Linked DNA regions of Mus musculus: regions 2 and 3 are each linked to region 1. A link is a contact called in public HiChIP or PLAC-seq data. All regions are on one chromosome and are shown on one strand. The core of a region is the stretch at or near the end of the contact, and the rest is flanking DNA. Distances in the headings are between cores, read along the strand shown.

Region 1 (3,719 bases), core at 735-3,234:
AAAAGCAGAACTGTATCATTGTAAAGGGAAGTATAAAGTATTTCATATATATTTCTTGGTGAATTGTGAGGTAGGTGTGGTTTTGTTTGTCTGCGTTTCTAAGAGGCCTGGTGTTAACCTAAACCAAGCATATGTCAGAGGCTTGATATGACATAAGACCCTTGGGCTTCAGATTGAGAAAAGCCCAGCATGAAACCACAGCTCTAGTGTTTATCATCTTGATGACACTAGATAAGATAATGAATCTTTTTGTCACTTGCTTCTCCCAATTTAAAAGCCAATCTAAGAAAAATTTCCTTATATTTCTTTATTGAAATGACATAGTATATAAAATCTGTCCCCTTGAAGTAGGAATCTCTCCCTTCTACTAGAAAAAGGCTCAGCACTTAAAGGCAACAATGCAGAGAAGACCAAGATTTATGCAACAGAAGATAGTTTAGTTCTTACCTAAAGTTAAAATAGATATTTTTTTTTTAAAAGCAGAAACACAGGAGAAGAGGAAGGGAAGATAATTGAAAGTGAACCAAATCAAAGCAAGCGACTAAGCTGCAAAGCTCCTGAGAAACCTGACTCAATTCTGGGATACTTAAAATAATGATGACTAAGCCTTTTAATATATGCCCATATAGAGCCAAGATTCACATGTAGAAACATTTAATTTAGAAACTAGGGAAATGCTACAATCTGGATGGGCACAGACCAAGTTATCACAAGAAAATTTATTTCCATACATGAAGTTGGAATAAATCTATTTTAATGAAGTCTCCAATTGTCCTTTCCTAGATCAAACCATATGTAATTTAGCGAATCTTGATGTGCTTCATTTAAAAAACATCTTTAATGTCTCCACAAGGCAACTCCCTGAGATAGCACAAGCTTTTGGAACACCCACAAGAGAAGTGCGATTCAAATTAGTCCTCAAGCTGTTCAAATAAGGAGCTACAGCTGAAAGTACTGCAGTTCAACGGGGAGATACATGTATTTTTAAAGTTACTTGTATCTACCAGATAAGCCTGGCAAAATGAACCAAAAAGTGAAACCCAAATGAATAGTGTGAATTAACGAGTGAATTCTTCTAACCCTGGGAGCAAGACAAGATCACTGGGAAGATAAATAATTCTTGTTCAAATCTGGTGGTTTCTGCCACCATTCTTCCTGAAAGTGGTCCTGAAAATATTATTATTATTGGGCATGACACAATTTGGATTGAATTGCATTGCCTGATTTGATTAATTTCTAACTGAACTTCCAATTGTGACTCCTTCCCTTCCACTTCCAGGACATGCCACAACTCTATAATCAGAATATTTTGTCCAGCATCCTCATTGTGCAATGGCTTCTCCTCATTTTCTATTCACGGTTGTCACCACAGTTTAACAAACAGAGGAGCACTAACTATGCTGGCATAATTGTCTGACTCAGGCACTCAAAAGTGTAGTTTTAGCTGCTCTGCTAACTTTCAGACATGAGTGAACCACTTGACCTTGCTAGCCCAATTCTTGGAGTCAAGGGTTGGCTTGTTCATCGCTAAGGTCCTTTTCTACACAGTTATCCTATGATTCTGTAATGTATTTCTAAGCAGTTTGCTTAATCACTCAATTACCCAGCAGTCCTCCAGACCTGGAAGGGGATGATTACTTGCCAGGGGCATTGCAGAGGGTATTTGTGAATTAGCAGGAGGTCAGGTTTTAACCTCTGAGGTCCCTGAAACTCTGATTCTATTCTGGCTCTTGTATTGGCTGTTTCCTGGCCCAATGTTCTACCCATCAGGAGGACATTACCCACTCTTGGAAGCAACTGGTTTCTAGTTCATTAATAGAGAGATAACAGGCATTAAAAATCAAGCTGCTTGAATAAATGATAAATATAAACCATTACCAACTTGTCCTCATACTAAAATAATTGCATACAGAATCATTGTAAAATAATCTTGCTATGAGAAATAAAGAAAACAGAGGCATCATTTTGGTGCCCCCAAGTGGACATCCATGATGGCTGCAGTCAAATTACACCTTACAAAGTATTTCAGGGCATCTGGCAGACACACACACACACACAGACCTTTGGCGGTCTTGCATATTTCATGTTGTATAGATTCTAGAAGGTATTCTAGAAATTTTGGGTCTCTTCATGAACACTTTGCAGTTATCTAAGAAGAGACAGAGGTATATGACCACTCCCAAGTTAGTCTTCTGACTAACAGAGTTTGAATATCTAAGGAAAAAGACATTTCAGTGCATTCTCCAGTGAGACCTTTAGCATCTCCTCTGTTCATTTGCACCAAATGTCCAGCAGCTACTATCAACATTGCTTGCTTTGGACAAACATTTTGTTTCTTATTCATTCCTTTTAAACTTCATAGTATTGGTATATTTTGATATTAGATATTTAAACCTTGTGGGTTTTACACAGACTAAATACAATGATATAAATAAAACATATGCTGGACTACGTAATAACTAAATAAAACCTCTTATGAGTTCCTGCTATAAGAAAGATAATGTATTAAGCAAAGAGTCCTACAACCCCCCCCCCAAAAAAACAGCCAAACAGAAGCAGGTTGCTTATATGATAGGCAAAAGGACTCCCTTAAAATGTAACAGAAGATACCACAAAGAATAAAGGGAACCAATACCACAAGGGGCACTCAGTAGTTCAGTCAAAATATCCTGAGATATAGCTGAAAGAATTGTGTGTTTAAATGATAAATGAAGAGTTGAGACAATTTGATTTCCAGAACACCAGGTGCCTGTGTTGTGGATTAAGATGTTCTAGGAAGGCCTTTGTTTTTTTTTTTTTTGTTTTGTTTTGTTTTATTTTTTTGCAGGGAATGGAAATTAGAGAAGATAAAGGGGAGCAGTGGGGTGATGTTTTATGTTTCTAGGTTAGGAAATTATGGAAATAATCATAGCATAAAACTTGTAAGATTTGCTTGAAGAATAAGGAATTTGCTGAAGCAAAATATTAGGAATTATAAACAACTATAGATGTTAGTTAAAATGAAAGTGTAAGCTGTAAGCCAGGAAGCAAAATTTTGGCTTTGATTAATATTCATACTACAAGTGTTTATCTCATAGACTAGGATTAGTAAGATCACCACACTTTTGTCTCTCTTCCTTCTTCTCAGAGCTGCAACAGCCATTGCTAGGCAACCACTCCATTGTCTCTTACTAAGCACTGTGGGACCTTAGAGTCTGTCTCAATAACTTTAGCAAAAATGATGTTTCATCAGGATTGTCTCAAAAGATAAAACCAATGTGTGTCTCTTGCACTAGATTTAACGGTAAAAATAGGAAGACCCACACCTAATAAAGGTTGGTAAGCATTAGTCAGAACTGATCCTGCTTGAGACTATGGCCAGCATTCAGTGATCATTTATCATATCGATGTAGAATTTAGATGGTGGGTGCTCATGTATAGCAAAATAAACATTCATCGGGTAGCTGTTGTGTGCTGTTATGTATTACAATCTGGGAGCCTCTAGGAAGGAGGTTGAAGACAATGGATAGACCAGCTGAAGGTGTTAATAGGATCATAATGAATTAAAATCTAAAGCTGAAATGTACAACTAATATAGAAGGGAAAAAAGACTAAGCTGTGTTAGAAGTAAGTAAAAACTCCAAGGAAAGAGTGCACAAAGGGAAAGTCCAATGGGCAAGAAGAAGTATGAAAAATAAACACTAATGAGACAGGGAAATCAGAGATATTCATGAATTAAA
Region 2 (3,530 bases), core at 566-3,065, 150 kb after region 1:
CTTGAAGCACTCAATCCTAAATTGGGTGTCTTCATCAAGGCCTCAAGACTGAAGAATCTATCCTGAAGATGAAGTAGAAAGATTGTAAGAGCCAGAGATAATGGAGAACTGTCTTCCAGACAAGCAAGACTGATGCACGTATGAACTCATAGAGACTGTGGTATTATGCATATGTCTGCACAGATATAAGGCAGATGAGGTCCCAGCACTTAGTAGAACTAGTGGACATGGGGTCCCACCCTTAGTCAAGAAGCTATCCACAATTGATACCTGCTGACAAAGGGAAAATCAGTCTTGTCCAGTGACGTGACACTGGGTGTATCACCCATACTGCAGTGAAGTGACACTGGGTATATCACCCACACTGCAAGGCAGGACCCATGCCCAGGCATACTGGACCACCACAGAAGGAGCGCAATGCTATTTTTGTTTCATGTTGCTTTATTTTGACATGTCTTGTCTCATTGGCCTTTTGCTGGGTTAATTTTTTTTTTTTTATTTTTGTGTTGTTTGGAGGGCAAGGATTGGGTTTCTTGTTCTGTTGTTGTTATTTGTTTATTTTTGAAAGAGAGAAAAGCATAACGTTGAAGTGAATAGGAGAAACTGGGAGAAGGGAAAACATGATCAAATATATTGAATTTTTTTCAAAAACAAAGGAAGAAGCACTCTTCAAGGGGAGTGGTGTTTTGCCACTGGCATTATTTGGACTAGCCGGTTCAGGGTGGTTAATCTCTGGGGCAAAACCTGATGTTTCCTTTGACAATCTACAACTCCTCGCAGCTGTCCCCAGTGCTCACTTTTTTCACAATTTTACAAATATGCCTGTGTTGCTCAGCCTCAAAGATTAAAATGTAATGAGGCTAAAACATTATAATGTAAAAATGAAATAAAATGTTAGTGTTCTTTAGGAAAGAATCTTTCATGACACTAGCCATATTGTTGATGCAGTAGAGAATTACCACCCCCCCCCTTTTTTTTTGGAGAAAACTGTTTCTACATTTAGAAAGCATACAGCTAACTCTTGATGTCTGGTTATTTCTGTTTTTAAGCTGGAATATTTAGACTACTTTATTTCACATATTCATTGACATATTTGGATGTAAGTCTGTGCATTTCCTACGTGATCCATTCTTCATTCCTCTCCACCAAGGAATTCTGCATTAACTGAGTAATTCTTTCATCACATCCCATCCTTGATATCTCTGACTCAACATATGTATTTACTAATGTGACTGCTGGACAGTTTGTAGCATGAATATCTACAATAACTTAGCACAAGTTGCTTTCAAGTGAGAACCTCTTCATGCATAGCACATGTTTCTCCCTCTGTACCATTCTTTGTCCCATTGCTACTAATCTTACAGTGTACAGTATTGCTTTTGATCGAAATTGACAAGAATATTTTAAGGACATAAAAAATATCAGAGGAAATGGCATTTTATATTTTTCTCTTCATATTCACCATATCTGGCATTATTTCATTATAAAACTGTTTCTACTTGTATCGTTTCCCTCAAGCCAGGAGAACTTTCTTTCACACTGCTTATAGTGCAAGATTATTGGCAATGAATTCTCTCAGCTGTAGTTTTATTGAAATAAAAATGGGTTTTCTAAGGAACATTTTAAGGGAATACAGAATATCAATTTGACAGTCCCCTCCTCTGACATTTTGAAGCTGTGTACTGTTGTCATCCGGATTGCAAATTTTTCATAAGAACTCTGAAATTATTTTCATCTGTGCTCCTATGGACAGTGATCCCTGATAGGGGGCAATTTTCTCCCCAAGGGAAATAGACAGCATCTGCAGACACTTTGATTGCCACTGAGGGGTGTTGTTACTGCCATCTAGTGGGCAAAGGTGAAGGATGTTGCTAAACATTCTCAATACAAGAATGCTCCCTCAATCAAGGAATTATCTGCACATTTCCTACAGTGCTGAAGCTGAGGACCCTTGCAGTGTGGAAAGTGTGTCCATTTTAATAAGAATCATTTCCATATTTTTGTATTTCTCACTGACTTTAAAAACATTTGATTGTGATTAATTTTTCTTCATATATTTAAGCCTTACCCTTTTCATTAAGATGAGAAATACTTTGGTCATTATCTGCAAGGATTTCTTCTACCCATCATCCCTTCTCTCTCCTTCTGAAACTCTATTACATATATTGTAGCCACTCGGTCTTAGCTCACACATGCTTAAGAAGGCCACTCAGCCATTCCCTCCACCCTCTTCTCCTTCCTTCTGCATTAGATTTCTAGTGTCAAGCTCATTTTAACTGCTTGCTTTATTTTTTCATAATATACAGTAAATTCAATATTTAGTATCTGAAATTTTCATTTGCCTCTATTTTCTATCATCTGTGTCTTTTCTCGTGTTCATCTTTTAACATATATACACTTAAACATTGTCATAAACACTGTTTTAAAATTCCTCTTTGAGAATAGAAAGATAAAGAATCGTTCCTCACTGGGCACAGTTACAGATAGACAGGAATCCAGCATGCTGTCCTACTAAGATAACTATAGATTACATATTGCACATTTAAAGCTCTAGAAGAAAATATTCTGAAAGTTTTCACCATAAAGAAAGGATAAATGTTGAAAAGATAAATACTTTAACACAAAATAATATATTAATATGTACAAGTTTTGACTTTGTGGATCAGTTGAAAATAAATACAAAAATAAAAACAATAGGGAAAACTAATAGAAGTCAACATATGTATATATCCTAAAGATTCTTATTTGTGGGAGTACTGTCATTTTACTTTGCTGGTGTGTGTGTGTGTGTGTGTGTGTGTGTGTGTGCGTGTGTGTGTGTGTTTTAAATCACCCCATTTTCCCATAGTGCTGAGGAGTGAACCCAGGGTTTTAAACATTAAACAAGCACTCTAACACACTCCCAGTCTTTTCTTCCTGCATTTTGTTGGTATATATTAATTACACAAATCATGGGTTTAATAAAATTCTCCATATAGCATGTACTAATTAGCCCATGTTACCATCTCCTGTTTCCCTCTACCTGCCCCCATTCATTCTTTCCCACATTCCAGTCTCTCTTCTACTTTCACGTTTTTTACATTGAAATTAGAACACCTCATCTGAGAGAAAAAGTGAGATTTGTTTTTCTGAGTCTGGCTAAATGGATTTAACTCAATAATCTCCAGTTTAGGCCATTTTCTTGAAAATGACATAGTTTAACTTTCTTTTATTACTGAAAAAAAGTCGCATAATATACATGACCTCGTTTTCTCTACTCATTCATCTCTTGGTGGATGTGTAGTCTGAGTAAACAATCATTATTAATAGTGTTGCAGTAAAAAGGAGTAGGAAGACATTTCCATCGCATGGTGACTTGTGGGTTGCCCTGGTGCTGTTTGTATTCTGATGTGAATTCTGCTTCCTCAAGAGGAATCACATACTCAGGTGATTTCATGTGAACTTTCTTCCCATTCTAACTGGTTGAATAAAGGCTAGAGCCTGTTATTGGGCAGTGGAAGGGAAAGGTGGGGCTGGAGGTCTTAGAGAAT
Region 3 (3,647 bases), core at 661-3,160, 230 kb after region 1:
CACTGTTTGAGATTAAAGGTGTGTGCCACCACACCTAGCCCTAAGCATTTCTTTACCTGAAACTTGCTCTATACCAGGCTGGCCTTGATCTCAGAGATCTGCTTGCCTCTTTTTCCTGGGACTAAAGGTGTGTCTGTATTCCACCTGGATCACACAGACTTAGAAGGTTTTTAGATGTGATCTCTTGCCAGGGCAACCATGTCCCCTCTCTTAAAAAGGGAGTTCTTTTTTATCTAGGGCATGAGTGCAAGAGCACATACACACACACACACACACACACACACATACAAATACACACAAATAATGAATTTAAATGAATACATTAATAAATGAGAGCCTAATAAAAATAAATATATTAATCACAATTAACTATTATCCACGATGTAGAAACAACCTAAATAGCCATTTGAAAGATAAATGAATAGAGGATGTGTTAAATAAATACACAGTGGAAATTATCCTTTTGTTGTTGTTTGTGTATGTGTGTGTGTGTATGTGTTACACTTGTGTACATAAACATGTGAATGTAGCTGGACTCATCCATGAATACACATGTGCAGGGCATAGTCCAATGTTTGTGTCTTCCTTTACTATTCTCTGATTTTTTTTTTTTTAAGGTAGGATCTCTTCTAAGCAAAGCCATGGAATGTTGCTCACGGGGGGGGGGGGGGGGGCACCTCTTCTCCCATTCAACTGTAGATGGCTCCCATCTCTCCTAGCTCGACACTTGGCATTTGGGAGCAGATGGAGCTCTCAGGTTTGCCTTGGCTAGGCTGGATGCCCCCACCCCCTTACTAAAGTTACAGGTGTGAAGGATGCACATCTTGCCTGCTCATCAAGTAATTCACCCACTGAGCCATCTCCCCACCCCTCACCCCATCTCAAAAGGAGGTTTGCAAAAGGTGAAATGAACAAACCTTGAGGACTCTGTGACTCAGGGAAATAAGCCAATCACAGGAAGGCAGACACTGCACGCTGCCCCTCTATGTGAAGTATGTAAGATAATCAAACCTAGAAAGACATCTCATAACAAAGGGCTAATTGCAAAGGGATAGAGAGTAGCCTTCCTCCTTCTTTAACTGGAAGCAGAAAGTGCTATTTCAAATGGGTATCCACACAAAAGGATGTGCTCTTAAATGTAAAAGCATGCAAAGAAACACACAGACATGCACACAAGTGCTTTGCCTTTAATGTATTTTTTAAATATGTTGCATGTTTTCATGTGTCCTTGTAGCAGACAAAAAGAATGTAATTAGTATAATTAGGTAAACTGATAGTAAGTTGACTCTTTTTCACTTTAAAACTATGTTCTTATTTTTAAATTTATTTTAATTTTATGTTTTCTTCTCTTTCAACCCTTCCTAGATCCTGCCCACCCACTCACTTTTATATGACCCTTGCTTCTATCTCTCCTAGATTGACACTTGGCATTTGTAGCCCACCTTCCTATATTACAGCAGTTCTAAGTTTCTTACGAAGGACAGGTGTCCTTTCTATCTTTTGGGTAGAGTTTTATTGGGGAGATTTGTACAAAGCATATATCCAATTGCCATTTTCCTTAAGGAACACTAAATTAAAATGTCCTTTAAACACCTCCCCTTTTTTAGTATTACCATAAATCTTACAGTAATAATTATAGACCTATGTTTTAAATCTACCAGCCAAAATGGCTGCTTTGCAGAAACTGAACAAGAATGGTCTTGTGATTAGCCAGCCACGGTGCAGTCAAGGTCTGAAGCTGAGAAGTCCTCGCGAAATCTCTTTACCTGCTTCAGTCTCTTAGGCTGAAGGTGGTGATGCTAGAGCTTAAGGTTGGCCTAGAGATTTCTCTGACCTCTGAGCTGCTCTGCTTGCTCTGTGGGACGGATCGGCTTCGCAAAGCTATGCGAAGAACATCCTCTGGTGGCCACTGCCGGTATTGCCAATGTCCCTGACAGGCCAGCTTCCCTCCACAGGAAGCTTTGCCAGCAGCAAAGGCATAGAAAGCTGCCCACAAGACTGGCCGCTGGTTTCCCTAGACTCTAGATCTTCCCACAGAGCTTCTCGCTTCTATTTTCTCGCTACAGATGCAAATCTGAGACATAAAGCAGATCTGCTTTAGAAAGGCAAGGGCTCACAGGAGATGCCTCCTCTCAAACTTTAGTGGGGTCTCGGATTGCTTAGCGTTGACAGTTTCTATAAAGCAGGCTGATTGAAACAATGCCCGGTTTTGAAACTGCAGGGCCAGCTGTTTTCCTGGTTGCTGTAGTCTTCAGTGCCTTTCTGTAAAACCGCAAACCACACAGAAACACTTTTGGATGTCTTATTTTCGGGGGATAGAGGCCTATCGTTAAATTATGGGGACCATCAGAAAGCTACAGTTTGCTTTCTGGGATGGGAGGGCAAAAGTGTTGGTTACAAATTAATTAAGGCTTTGTGACAATCAAACCTGTGAATTGAATTAAAGGTGACTCAGTATTCATTCATACCAGTGAGAGGAGCTGTTGAAAGCAGGCCTCTCCCACAGGCCACATGTTCTTTGTGTTTTATTACACATCACAGAATGAATTAAAACTAATGAGGCTGGCTTCTGTCGCTAATTTCTTTAATGATTGTGATTAATGTAAAGTTTAAAGGAGGCAGCATATGAATATCTGTTGAATGTTATGTTAATGACAATATTTTAAGGTCACCTGGCTTCCAGAGATATCAGCCACAGGAATTATGACTTGGCATAATTCCTTTAGGGTATAAGGAAGGTGAACATGAACCATGCTTTCTGGATTTGTGAACTACAACATTAAAATTAAGACCACAACAGCTAGAATGCAGCAATGCTATAATAGCAAGGTGCAGAAGTATCCCGTACCTTGATTGGAACAATATCGATAAATGACATTTTGTCTAAGACAATACCTACACTACAATGCCACGTACCCTTTTAACTAGTTGATGGAATGTTCAATTGCAAGGAAACAAAAGCCAAGTTGTCTCCATGACGCATACAACAATATATGCTAGAGCATAGTGAAGCCCCCAATGCTAGAGGAAGACAGAAGAGCCCTGCAGGAAAAGTCAAGAAGATGTACTGACAGTGCCCAGGCCTGCGTGTATCACTACCCACACCCAAGACGGCTGGAGAGAGAGGATGCAGTGAAGTCTCTGGCTCTCCTCTCTGCTTGCAGACATTCAAGTCTACTGCCTCATCCGAGGGAGGTACAAGCTGAATGGAAGAAGGCACAGTGTATGCTGCATAGCCAGAAATAATGGCAATTACCCATCACCTAGACCTTGGTCGCCTGGCCATCCATTCGACTCTTACTTGGTCCTGGACTAGAAGCAATAAACATGATAGATCGGGGAACTCAAGTTACAATTCTTTTTGTGTAGACTTTAAATGTTTGACTCTTGGTTTCTTTTTATTTTTATTTCTAAACATTCCAATTTGTTTTAAATGCTTAAATGATACGTGTTGTCTGAGGATATAGACAAAATTTAAAACTTAGGTTTGCTTTATTTTTCAGAAATAATGACAGAACAGAAATATTTCTGTGGCTTTATAAAGACCATTAAGTCACTGTTGCCCTATAGGATGCTGGCTTACTGATGGAAGGGTAATTCAAGTGAAGACTGGTGGAACTCAAGGTCCCAAGCAAGAGAGATGGTGA

Evidence for each region. HiChIP or PLAC-seq counts read pairs in DNA pulled down with a chosen protein or histone mark.
Region 2: a RAD21 HiChIP or PLAC-seq map of pro-B cells shows a contact between it and region 1, with 5 times the contacts expected there. The contact joins two enhancer-like sites. A contact is called at or near these places in 2 of 15 datasets of contacts at CTCF or cohesin (large pre-B cells and pro-B cells), 3 of 484 Hi-C or Micro-C datasets (the Ba/F3 cell line, embryonic fibroblasts and tail fibroblasts) and 1 of 115 datasets of contacts at active chromatin or transcription factors (large pre-B cells).
Region 3: a contact with region 1 is called in a RAD21 HiChIP or PLAC-seq map of pro-B cells, with 3 times the contacts expected there. The contact joins two enhancer-like sites. A contact is called at or near these places in 2 of 15 datasets of contacts at CTCF or cohesin (large pre-B cells and pro-B cells) and 2 of 484 Hi-C or Micro-C datasets (the N1E-115 cell line and cerebral cortex).

The regions. Positions count from the first base shown.
Region 1 is chr4:7,851,572-7,855,290 of GRCm38.p6, forward strand. No RefSeq gene overlaps it. Among named protein-coding and RNA genes, the nearest start is that of Gm23860, 33 kb to the left of the region's middle. Within about 2 kb of position 1,985, at least 19 of the 459 cell types and tissues checked have an H3K27ac peak or open chromatin away from gene starts, as enhancers often do. A contact at or near this core is called in pro-B cells, where this site is marked.
Region 2 is chr4:8,003,521-8,007,050 of GRCm38.p6, forward strand. No RefSeq gene overlaps it. Among named protein-coding and RNA genes, the nearest start is that of Gm23860, 180 kb to the left of the region's middle. Within about 2 kb of position 1,816, at least 2 of the 459 cell types and tissues checked have an H3K27ac peak or open chromatin away from gene starts, as enhancers often do. A contact at or near this core is called in pro-B cells, where this site is marked.
Region 3 is chr4:8,083,236-8,086,882 of GRCm38.p6, forward strand. No RefSeq gene overlaps it. Among named protein-coding and RNA genes, the nearest start is that of Car8, 150 kb to the right of the region's middle. Within about 2 kb of position 1,911, at least 35 of the 459 cell types and tissues checked have an H3K27ac peak or open chromatin away from gene starts, as enhancers often do. A contact at or near this core is called in pro-B cells, where this site is marked.